Linked DNA regions of Mus musculus: all the other regions are linked to region 3. The links are chromatin contacts, called in public promoter capture Hi-C maps. All regions are on one chromosome and are shown on one strand. The core of a region is the stretch at or near the end of the contact, and the rest is flanking DNA. Distances in the headings are between cores, read along the strand shown.

Region 1 (3,942 bases), core at 1,191-3,690, 2.1 Mb after region 3:
CACTCTTGTCTCTTTTACTGGAATATTGAGGAGGGGCAGTCAACGCTATCTTCTCTTGGAATAAGCTTTCCAACATTCTTTCCCGTGCAAGCAAAGCTTGCACCCAAGCTTGTTTGCCACAAACAGCCAATAGCATATTGGCTAGCTTTTGAGCATAGTACTGTCGACCCCAAAGCACTAGTCCTCACTATGCTATACTATACTATACTATACTATACTATACGTAATACCTGCCATCCGTAGATCCTGCACCTCAGGGTTACAAACTGAGGCCCCATGTTGGTTCTTTGGGACAGGGTTTCTCTGTGTAGCCCTGCCTGTCCAGGAACTCACTCTGTAGACCAGGCTGGCCTCAGAACAGCCAGTATTCTGGTCTCACACCAAACTGTCTCTTGCTTCCTGTCCTGTTAACATGCTTTTTGCACTGCCTGGGAAGTGAGAAGGGACACTTCCGGGGGTGGCAGGGTGTTCCTAGCCTTTAGGCTACACAGAACCAAATGGAACCAGGCCTGGCGGCAAATTGTTGGAGAGGCCTGAGGTTACACAGTTGAAACTGAGGATCCAGTTAGGCCTCCAGACACTCTTGGCTGACTTCTTAGATATCTCATCAGGGGCCACAGGCTCTTCCCTTAGGGAACAGGCCTTAAGGGGAAAGGTTGAGAGTCCAGCCAAAGAATTTAAACCCTTCAGGCCAAGCCTGGTGTGGAAGCCTAAGCCGTAATCCTAAGGTTTAGTAAAGGCAGAAGGACCATCCCCAGCCACACGCAGTTTGAGGCCAGCCTGGGCTAAAGACAAAAACTAAACACAGTCGGAGCTGGCAAGAAGACTCAGTAGGTAAAAATGCTTGCTGCCAAGTCAGATGACCTGAATTTAATCCCTAGGACCCACGTGGTAGAAGGGAAGAACTTAAGTTATTCTCTGCCCTTCACTGCACTGTGTGCCATGTGCCCAATCATATCAACAAACGTAATTTATTTTTTAAAAGACAAAGCCTTCAGGCCTCTACTTCCTCACCTTCAAAAGGAGATGCCTAGCTACATCAGGGAGGTCTGGATGGATTGGTTCGTTTCATCTCCAATCTGACTGCGTTTTCCACATTATGGGACAATTATGAGGAGCAGAGATTGCCACCCATGCTTCTGAAATGTAAGCTCAGGAAGTCTTCATGCACATGTCCAAACATGATATCATGCATGGTATCAAACATGATGTCCGGCAGAGAATTTACATCTCAAATGCCAATCAGCCCAACTCTCTTTAATTTTCCACAGGGAAGTCCAGCAGACCTTAACTTATCTCCTGCCCGGATCAAAAACGGCCTTTCACTCACCCATTTCCCCATTTTCTTTCCTCCAAGTTATCTGATGCCAGAACAATCAAGTCACTATCTAGCTCAAAAAACCAGGAGATGCCTCCTTCTTTGCTCTGGTCTACAAGACTGGGCCAGATTCTAGCCTGATCTGCTGTTCTCTCAAATTAGAATTCATCCAGGGATACTCCACAAACTTTTTGAGTACCATGCTGCCGGGCCAGCAGGCCTCTAGTGACTGCCACTGCCTGTACCCCGATGCTTGGCCGGCTTTGTGTCAGAATCCTTTGAACTTCCGTTCCAATCCGAAAGCACACGCCTCCTCTGACCTCCCTACTTGAGTTCTTCAGCAGACTCTCAGATCCAGTCTTTCCACTGGGTGCCTGCCTGACTCAGGACAGAGTTCCTAAACACTGGCGGCCTGGATAAAAAGAATCATAAAATGCCGATAGTTTGGAGAGTACGAGGTCCCCAAGGTGTCCTTTGCCATAACTATCGGGAAACTTTAAACAAAAGCCTTAGATAACAGCCTGGAACCAGGCAGGCCGAGTCACAAGGTTGCCGGGCTCCAATGGATCTTCAAGAGCGGCAAAGCCAGGACAGATGCTTGTCATTTTTAGAGGCGAGCAAGACCTGCATAGGTCTTGAGACACCTCTGCGATTGTTTTCCTGAGAACAGGGGTGCTACCTCCTCAGCCTGCTTCATTGCTCACTGAGCTCAGGTCTTGGCGGGATCCGGGCAGGCCGTTCTAGCCCTAGTTTCCAGATTGTTTCCCCTAGTCATTGTTTCTCCTTTTCTTGGGCTCGCGCTCTCCTCCCGTTCTTTCCAGTGCCGGCCCCCACACCCCGCGACCTCCCACCGCCTCTCCGCACCCCCCCCCACCGCGCTTCTCAAGGAGGCGGGTCCAGCCCCGCGAGCGCTCCAATCCGAGCGCCCTCAACTGGCCCTGCCTCCGCGAGCCCCGCCCCACGCCACCGCCAGCCAATAGAAATTCGTGTTCGTACAGTCGGCCTGTCCAATCGCAGGTTGGCTGTGAGCCTCGCGCGCCCCGCCCCTGCTGCTCTCGGCCGCGGCTCCGCGGGCGGTCGCGCCGGGGCTTCGGCATTCTCCGAGCAGCGCCGAGCTGCGTCGGGCTCAGCCGGCTGCGTCCGGAGGTGCGGGCGACGGCGCCGCTGTGCTCCAGCGGTGCTAACCGAGGCAGAAGCCATCCGGCCGGGTCGGAAGGCGCCTGAGACTCGGGCAGGGCAGGAGCGGCGTAGGTCCCAGGACTGAGCGGGAGGCGGACCGGCACACGTTCCCGGCCCGGCAGAGCCTCCCGAAGCGGTCCCTGCAGAGCCGGGTCGGTCGCCGAGGTGGCTTCCGCTTCCCGGGGCCTCACCTGCGCAGGCCGCGGTGCGCCAGGTGCGGAGGCGTGTGCGTCGCCTGGGCACCTCCCACGGCAGCCAGCGGGGCGGAGGCGGGGCCGCCGCCCGGGTCTCCAGCGGTTCGCCCGGCCGTCTCCGTCAGTCTCACCGGTCCGCCGGGCCCCGCGGATCGGGATGCTGCTGCTCGCTTGCGAGCCGCCCTCCACGCCAGCCCCCGCTGCCGGGGCCGCACCTCGCTGTTTACATGTCAGTGGAGCCCGGGTTCCCCGAGGGTGAGAGCAGCCGGCTCACTGGACCTGGGGCTCCGAACTCAGATCCTCTCCTGCCCGCAGCCTCCGCCGCCATCTGGACTGGATCCAGCTCTGGTGTTTTTGAGGAGGGGGGTGTGGTGTCGGGAAAGGAATCCTGGGGTTTTCTAGTATCCCCTTCTTTTTTTCTTTTTTCTTTTCTTTTTCTTTTTGGCCCTGCGGGCTTCAGACTCAGGGAACTTGCTCATGGCTTTTTTGATGAAGAAGAAGAAATTTAAATTTCAAACCACTTTCACCTTGGAGGAGCTGACTGCGGTCCCCTTCGTGAACGGGGTCCTCTTTTGCAAGGTCCGGCTGCTGGATGGCGGGGATTTTGTCAGCTTGTCGTCCAGGTAGGCATTGAGGTTTTCGCGTTTGCAGGGGAGGGTGGGGAGTGCTGATGAGTGAGATCTAGCCACTTGGCAAATGTGGAAGACTCAGCTAGGGACGGATGGGCAAGGGGCCCGCCTGGGGAAAGATTTGCTCTAAGCAGGACTTAGGTCTGAGTGAGCTGGCAGAGCGCCTGGCATTTGTCTGCAGGTGACCAGCCAGAAACCTTTTAGGGCCCTGCGTGCACTCTTCAAGTCACCCGTTTTACAGATTTGTATGGAGAGAGCTGACTGAGATTTTCACTTTAAGGGATTAAGTAAGGGTGTCTCAGGCCACCTTGCCACCAAGCTGGCTCCTGTGGCTGTCATACGATTGAGAGATTGGGCCAGCCAGGGCTCTCTGGCTCTCTCCCCTTGGCTGGGAAAGCCCAGTTCCAGGCACTCCCTGGATTTGATTGCGGGAGGTGGCTGGATTTTGGGTTGCCCAGCCCCCTCTTGAGTGACTGCCCTCCACTGGCTAAAGCTGGACTGCTTTGCAATGCAAATGTCCTTGCCAGGAGACTGCCTTCCCCTGTGAAAAAAGCCATCGGGTTTGATTTTGTGTCCGTCATCGTCCTAGTAGGTCCAGCTTCCCAGTTTATTGCTGAATGAG
Region 2 (3,610 bases), core at 608-3,107, 2.2 Mb after region 3:
TTAAGATACCACATGTCATGAGGGCTTTATGCCTGCTAGGCAAGCACTCTTCCTAAGATATCTCCAGCTCCAGCCCCTCGATTCATATTTAAGAGGCCCCTGGGATGCCTCTCTAGAAGCTTAAGCTTGTGTCCCTTACCCTGGATATCTACCCCTATCTGGCATCCACACAGCCTGAAAGTGTATCACTTCTCAGGCCCTCTCCAGCCCCTTCTCAGATACAAAACCACCCACCTTCTCTTTTCCTCCCCGCTGACCTTTCCCTTCCACTCTGGGTTCCTTCATCCTGATGGCTTCCCAAAAATACATATCAGGCTGGCTGTGGTAATGGATCCCTTTAATCCCGGCATTCAGGATTTGGAGGCAGGGGGATTTCTGTGAGCTCAAGGTCAGCCTGATCTACACAGAGGAACACAAACATGAAGAAAAAAGACATATGGACCTGGAGAGATGTCTCAGCAGCTATTTCAGAGGGCCAGAGTTCAGTCAGAGGTCGAATTAAGTGACCACCACCCACAACTCTGGCACCAGAGGACACTTCTGGGTGCCACTGGCATCCACACACATATGTGCCCAGACGTGTATATGTATAATTGTAAAGATGAATAGACCTTCTTAAGCCAGCATATCTAAGCATCTTCTGCTCGTTTCTAGTTCTCTGGGTTATTCCTCCCACTGTCCCAAGGCTCTGCGTGCTAGGGACTATCATTACTACAGCCACTGTGGTCTCTTGGGGCTCCGCGCTCCCACCCCCTACATCATTCCAATCCACACAGTTCCCAAGTTTGTGCTGGGCACTGGGCATGTGAGGTCCATGTAGTCCCCACTCTGGTGGCACTCCCAATTCAGGAGGTTTGATGTAATAAACCAATCCATGAGCAAGACAATCTCTGCTCATGCCAAGGGTGATGGGAATAAAGGCCATGATCCAGTGTATGGAAGAAGTGCATAGAGTCCTGAAAGGTGGTCCGAAGGATCAAGGCAAGTAAAAAGTCCAGACAGGACTGATACTTGGGAGCCCAGGAACGGGAAACCCTGGGGGTGGAAGTTTGCAGCTTGGGTTGAGGGCAAGGAGGGTGTTTGGAGTGAGTCAAGAGAGTGGTGACTCATGCCATGGTGAGGAGTTTGAATTCTGTTCCACCGCCAAGAGACGTCACTGAATACTTAAAGTATAAGGGTGACATCATCCCATCTATGCTTTTAAAAGATTATGTTGTGTCCCTCTAGCTAGCTCACCAAAAAATTTCTGGTGTCTGTTCCCGCTGTGGCCTCCAGTGGGCGCTTCAATCACACGGAAGGATGCTCTGACTTCTGTACCACCTGGAGATGGTCACTTCTTTCTCTGCTTTTAGCTTCTTTACCTGAGAGACAGCCAATGGGAATTTCATGCCTAAAAAGACCCAAGAAACACGATTTAAGCTACCTGACTCCACAGCCAGTCCTAGAGACGTACGTCCACAGTTCGGGAGGAAATTGAGAGGAGAATCATTTCTCCGGCACCTCCACCAAAACCCGGCGACCTCGCCCAGCCAGAACCGGGATTCAGAGGATGCTGCGTCCTCGGAGGGGGGACCCAAGGGCAAAGGCCAGCGCCCCCCTCGCAGATTCCGTGCAAAGCGTGCAACCGCAACAAGAAGGCATTTTCTCAGGCACCTCAGCCATCGCCAGGAGGCTCGGTCCGACCACGATCAGGATGCAGAGGATCCTACATCCTCGGAGGGGGGACCCGCAGGCCAAGGTCATCGTCCCCCTCGTGCAACCGTGACAAGGCCTTTCCACCAACACCTCAGCCAGGCAGCTCTGAAGGGCCAGGATCAGAGTTCTGAGTATGCTGCATCCGTGGAGGTGGAACCGGCAGGCAAAGGCAAGCGCCCCTTTCGAAGATTGGGCACAGTGGTAACAAGAGCGTCGCGATTGGTCGTTCGCCATGCAGAGGCGGGGCCTGATTCCTGCATCTGGGCCTCCGAGACACCGCCAAAGCCAGAGAAGCGGCACCTGGGGGCGATGGCCACACCAAGCCTTAGGTCCCACGAGGTAGGTGCGGACCAGAGAGGGGACAAGAAAGGGAAGGGTGAAAGTCTGGCCATTACCTTGGCCAGAGGCTTGAACACCCCCCCGCCCCGTCTCTGCTCTGGGAAGATCAAGACACGCCCCACGGAGGTATGAAAGGGGGTAGCGATCTGGTGGGTGTCCCCCGGAGGTCTTCCTCAGTTTCCTCATCAGGAAAATTTGGATGATGAGATAAATTCCGTAAGGCTCCATAAGGACCTCAAGCGCTCAGCTTTGTACACAGGATGGGTCTCCAGTAGGAATGGGTGAGCTGGTATGACTTCAGCTTCCATTTGACCTGGTCCTTCTTGCTAGCACAGAGAAGCACAGCATAGAAGAGGAAACAGGGAAGACTGAATCTCCCAGCATCCCAGCGCCTGCTAGCAAGGCTTCTTGTGAAGGCAGCTCAGACGCAACAGTAGCAGCTAACATGTAACAGAGGAGATAATAAGGCTGGGTCTGACCTAAGGTCATGCAGCCTCTGGGAGTCATCAGATGCACCTGGGATTGACAGCAGAAGGCTGTTCCCACTCCATTTGCATACCATTTGCAGGTGGTTTTGGCCCCTCAAACACTGGGACTATAGCTATAGTGTTAGCCCTGTATTTTATGGTCAGGGAAGGTGAAGCAGAGAAAGATAAGCAGAAGATCCCTAATCGGTGGAAGTAGGATTTGAACCCATGCATTTCCCTTCTGAAATACTGCCACATGCTCTTTGTTTCTTGTGCCTCTTCCCATCAGATCCCGGCCCACTCCCAGGAGGCTGGAAACAAGTCCATTTCCTCAGGGAGCCGCCGCGGCCTTCTTTGGCACCTCCGAGCCAGGCAGTCTAGAGTTGGCCTGTTTGAGGTCGGTCCAGGACATGAGCTGCATAGAATGACACGAATGATGCAGGAAGGGCTGTGGGCTGCCACCCAGGTCTCCAAGAACAACCCACCCACGGTGAATGGCCCATCCTGTCTCAGACACCTCAAACCTAGCTGGCAGTCTATCTCACTAAAAGGTTGACACTGGTAATCAGAGAGGCCTACCAAGAAGAGGAAGGCAGGGATTTGTGTCAGGAAGCAGAAATTCTGAGTTGAAAAGCTGGAAGAGAAGTCCAGGAGGTCTGAGGGACACCCTGCTTAAAGTGGTGGATGTATGGCCTCTGTCTCTCTGGGCCTCAAGTACCCCTATCTGTATAATGGGTGAAGCCCCTGGGCCCTACCAGCTTGAATGGTTAAGAAGGGACCCCCACCCCCACCCTGCCCAATCCAGTCCATCCTCCCTGGAGCCTGTCAGGCTGGGGCCAAGCTGGCTCAGCAGAAAGCATCACCCAGCTGCTAACTCAGCAGCCCAGTCGCCTGGGGAGCCTTTATGTTGTCCGCGTGTGTGCACGTATGCACAGTTGAAATACAAGATCTGGAGGGGGTTCTCTGGAACATAGCCTGACCCTCATCACCTGCAGGAAGTATCCTCGGGACTGAACACAGCCTGGAGATATGGCTGCCTACAGAGCTGGCTGTTGTAGCCTGCCTCTGGCCTCCAGGGCACTTCCAGAATGGGGTTTCTCCTCTCCACA
Region 3 (3,808 bases), core at 25-2,524:
GGTAGGGAGACGGAAGACAAGCTGAACACCACTGGGGGATTCTGAGTCCCCAGCCTACTTAGAGTAACCTACAATTCTGGCTTCCACGGGCTGCCAGACTAAGCCACTGTAGCTAGTGACCTCAGAACATAGAATATGGAGGGCCAAGGCTCCAACCTAGACCTACTGGGTACCCCCAGGTCTAAGGCAGACCCGGAACCTGCTTTTATTTTTATTTTTTTACTGTACATGCTCTGGGCCTTAGTCAGAGGTCAGAGAACCGTTGCATACTGGCAGAGGCAGACAAGGAAATAATTACAGTCAAGTGTAGCCAGAGATGAGGTAGGCAAAGGAGGTGCAATTGTGGGAGACCACTGGAACTCCCCCACCCCCTTTCTGAGGTAGCCCAGACTGGCTTCCAACTCACAGAGATCCCCCTGCTTCTGTGGAGGCCCTTCTCTTAATTTTCAGAACCTGAAGCTATGAACTGACAAGTCAGCCTGGGCCAGGCAAATGGGGCAGGAGTGTGTGTGCCCATTCCTTGCAGAGAAATTTGAGGAATTGGAATCTGGCCTAGACAGTAAGTAGGTCTGTCTGGAGAGAGTTGGTTCAGAAAGGGGACGTGGGTGGGAGGTGTGGCTGTTTCTTCAAGAATGTTTCTTCAAGAATGGGGAAACAGAGAAGGGTAGATGGAACATCTGGATTATACTGAAAATGGTCCCAAGTGGCCTCACTACGCTACGGCGTAATTGAAACGTATAGCATCCCATCTAAGATATCTACAATATGTGCTACATCCCAGAAGTGAGGACCAATAATTTTTTTTTAACAGAAAAGTTCCTTTGCGGAACTGCACCTCTTGTCTGTCAGTAAAGGGCAATAAAAAACTGCACTAGGTCTTTGACTTCAGTTTACATTTATGGACAGGAAGCCAGAACCTGGAGGACGAGGCAGAATGATGCTGGGGCAAGCCTAGCCTTCATAGTGAGGAACACATTTTTGTTTTCCAAATGGGTCGGTTGAGACCCGGTGGTGCTGAGGCTGCTCCTCCACTGCGCTCTGGGTTCTCAGGAGCTTTAACTCTGGGCGCAGGTGCCAGCCTAACCAAAGCTCCCACCAAAGTACAACACGCCCCCCGAGATAGCGCCTGATTGGCTCGCCCTTCCCACACGCCGAGCTAAGCTTACCTTTTGATTGGCTGTTCTGCGCTCTGTCCTGCGCTGCGAGTGCTCCATTCTCTTGATTGGTTAGTCAACTACCTGAACTCGCACGGGATTGGACACTGGCAAAGCTGCGCGAGTCCCCGCTCTCTGATTCGCCGCACGGGCCAGCCTCACGACCTGCACACTGAATGGCTGCGCCACTACCTGCAATCGGCCTCGGATTGGGTGCGTGGCGTCTCCCCGGCGTGATAGGTCAGGACCACCGCCCCCCTTGCTCCCCATTGGCTGCTCTGCGAAGCCCGGTCTCCGGGTAAGATGGCAGCGGACGGACAGTGCTCGCTCCCCGCTTCATGGCGGCCAGTGACCCTCACCCACGTCGAATACCCTGCAGGTAAGAGCCTGCCCCGGCTCCGAGGACGTTCTCCTCGAGCTGCCGCCACAGCCCCGGGCGTTCCGGGCCGCGCGGACCGCCTTCGGGGCGCCTTGGAACCGCGGTGGGAACTGTCAAACAGCGAGCCTTGGAGGGGCTCGGCCGGCGCGCGCGCCGCGCAGGCGCAGTGAGGCGGCGATGAGCAGGGAGAAATTGCGAGCGGCTCGCTCGTGTGCTCTGCGGCTGCGCGGCCGAGTCGCTCTCCGGGGTCCCGGGGTGCTGGTGGGCTGTCCTGGGCCGGGGGAGGGTCTGGATAGGGCGGGCGAGGATCTGGGCCTGGACTTTGTCCCTTGTGCCCCGCCCTCCCCCGAGCCAGAGAGGCCGCACTCCTGCTCGGCTGTGCAGGGAGTGACAGTTTCCTTCACTACGCTGCGGGCTGCTCACTGGAGAAAGCTCCCAGTTGCAGGGAGTGTGCAAACCCAGGCCAGGTTTGGGAGAATTTGCGGCGCCACGCCCTGAGCAGCGCGGCAGAGGCCAGCCGCCAAGGGGGCATGCAGCCCCTGGGAGCCTGACTTGTAAGAGCTTCCATCTGACACGCCTCTGGGAGTGCCCGCCTCTCTGGTGGGAAGGTCCATTAGCCATGGTTCTGAAGTTCCGGCTCGGCTCCATAGAGTGGAGCGGAGCGGAGCTTAGGCCTTGGGGTGAGACGTTTCCGGGCTCCAGGGTAGGCACCACCCCTCCAGTCACTTCATCTTAAGTGGCTCCAAGTACAGTGTCTCCTTTCTGTAATGGTGTGTGACTCAAATGACCACAGGCCTAAGAGGTGCTGGGCACAGAGCCTGGCCCACAGTGGACACCCAGTAAATACCTGTAGTTTATCTCTCTAGCTTGCCAGCACCCTCCCTGGATAAATGTTTGTTGCTGAGCAGCCGGGGCCCCCTTGCTGGCCTCTGGTTGTCCAGGAAGGGCCTGTCCTCTTGGGTAGAGGGCCTGAGAACTTGGGTCTGCTGAGAACACAGGGCCACAGGCCAGGAGAACTTTGCCTCTGGGTGTTCTGGGTTATACTTAAGGTGTGGCAGTCCAGGGATGGGCCCTATCAAAGTGCCTGTTCATTACCCAACCACCCATCCATCCATTCATTCTGCATTCCCTTAGCATAGCATCTCCCGGGTGCAAGGCCCTGGGCCAGCTCGGGGTTTGGAATGATGAAGTCCCTGCACTCTTGTTCTATGGAAAGTCTCTGCCCCTGAGGAGGGAAAACAGGCCTGGTGAAGGGGAGAGACCTGACTGGGGTCTCCACAGCTTCCCGACTCTCCGTCCTTGGCGTCAGAGTAGCTTCTTGGAGGGCTCATGGCCTTTCAGGTGAGAAGAGCCTGCAGCTGTGAACACCATAACACATACAAGGCTGTGTGTGCTGTGGGGGCTGGTTGAGCCCGAGGATATCTGGCAAGGTACCCCTGCACTTGATGTCGCTCACTACACTGAACATGCTTCCTTCATGCCTGAGTCCTGTGGCGTGTCCTACATTGCTACACTCAAGACAGTAGGTTATGGAGACCTTGTCACTACCCTAAAGTACAGAGGGCAAAGAGAGGCCCCACACAGCTACTTACACTAGCCAGTGGGTCACCATGTCCCAGTCACACATCTCAGCAGGCTCTCACCCTTGTGATTGTGGCTGTGCTGCCTCTTAGCTTTTGTTTTTTGAGTTCACCTAGGCAGCATCCTAGGTGGGGGAAGCCACGTGTGTATGTATGGGTCCAGAAGTAGGACAGCACAGTGTGTTCAGGGAGCTGCAGTAATGTCCCTGCAACTGGAGCAGAGGGTGGGAGGGAAGTGGGCCAGGTCTGCACAGACTCTAGTAAGCAGGCCTAAGGAAGCATATCCCAAGGGCAGGGGAGGTGTGGGGCATAGAGAGAGCTGTGGTTAGAAGCCCTGGCCTCAGGAAAGCCTGAGGGTCTTATCTGCTGTAAGACAACCTGAGGAATTGGTCAGAGGTTTAGGGACCCTAGCTGCTGTTCCCTGTTCCCATAGCCCAGCAGTTATCAGTTGAACTGTGACAGAGTCCGGATCTCAGGGATGGGAAGGCATGGATTCAGAGAAGGGCACTCATGCAAAGTTACTTAGAAGGATGTGTGTGTGTGTGTGTGTGTGTGTGTGTGTGTGTGTGTGTGTGTGTGAGAATCAACATTTGAACCTAGGTTTCTGGCCAACTCTTAAGTCAGTCTTTCCTGATAAGGCCAGATAAAGTATATATGAATCTGTCCCTTAAGGCTTGGAATCTGCTCTCTACCCT

What was found. Promoter capture Hi-C pulls out the DNA fragments that hold promoters and counts their contacts.
Region 1: a promoter capture Hi-C map of cranial neural crest shows a contact between it and region 3. The contact joins the promoter of Fam102a here to the promoter of Dolpp1 in region 3. A contact is called at or near these places in 2 of 39 promoter capture datasets (cranial neural crest and hippocampal neurons).
Region 2: a promoter capture Hi-C map of pre-B cells shows a contact between it and region 3, with 3 times the contacts expected there. The contact joins the promoter of Pip5kl1 here to the promoter of Dolpp1 in region 3. A contact is called at or near these places in 2 of 39 promoter capture datasets (cranial neural crest and pre-B cells).

Annotation. Positions count from the first base shown.
Region 1 is chr2:32,532,919-32,536,860 of GRCm38.p6, forward strand. Fam102a (family with sequence similarity 102, member A) reads left to right here and starts at 2,441. Exons shown (of 11, transcript NM_153560.4): 1 at 2,441-3,314. The coding sequence starts at 3,169.
Region 2 is chr2:32,573,861-32,577,470 of GRCm38.p6, forward strand. Pip5kl1 (phosphatidylinositol-4-phosphate 5-kinase-like 1) reads left to right here and starts at 1,858. Exons shown (of 10, transcript NM_198191.3): 1 at 1,858-2,034; 2 at 2,791-2,991. The coding sequence starts at 2,005. It also overlaps 9430097D07Rik.
Region 3 is chr2:30,390,980-30,394,787 of GRCm38.p6, forward strand. It overlaps Dolpp1 (dolichyl pyrophosphate phosphatase 1), which reads left to right and starts at 1,275. Exons shown (of 8, transcript NM_020329.4): 1 at 1,275-1,533. The coding sequence starts at 1,458.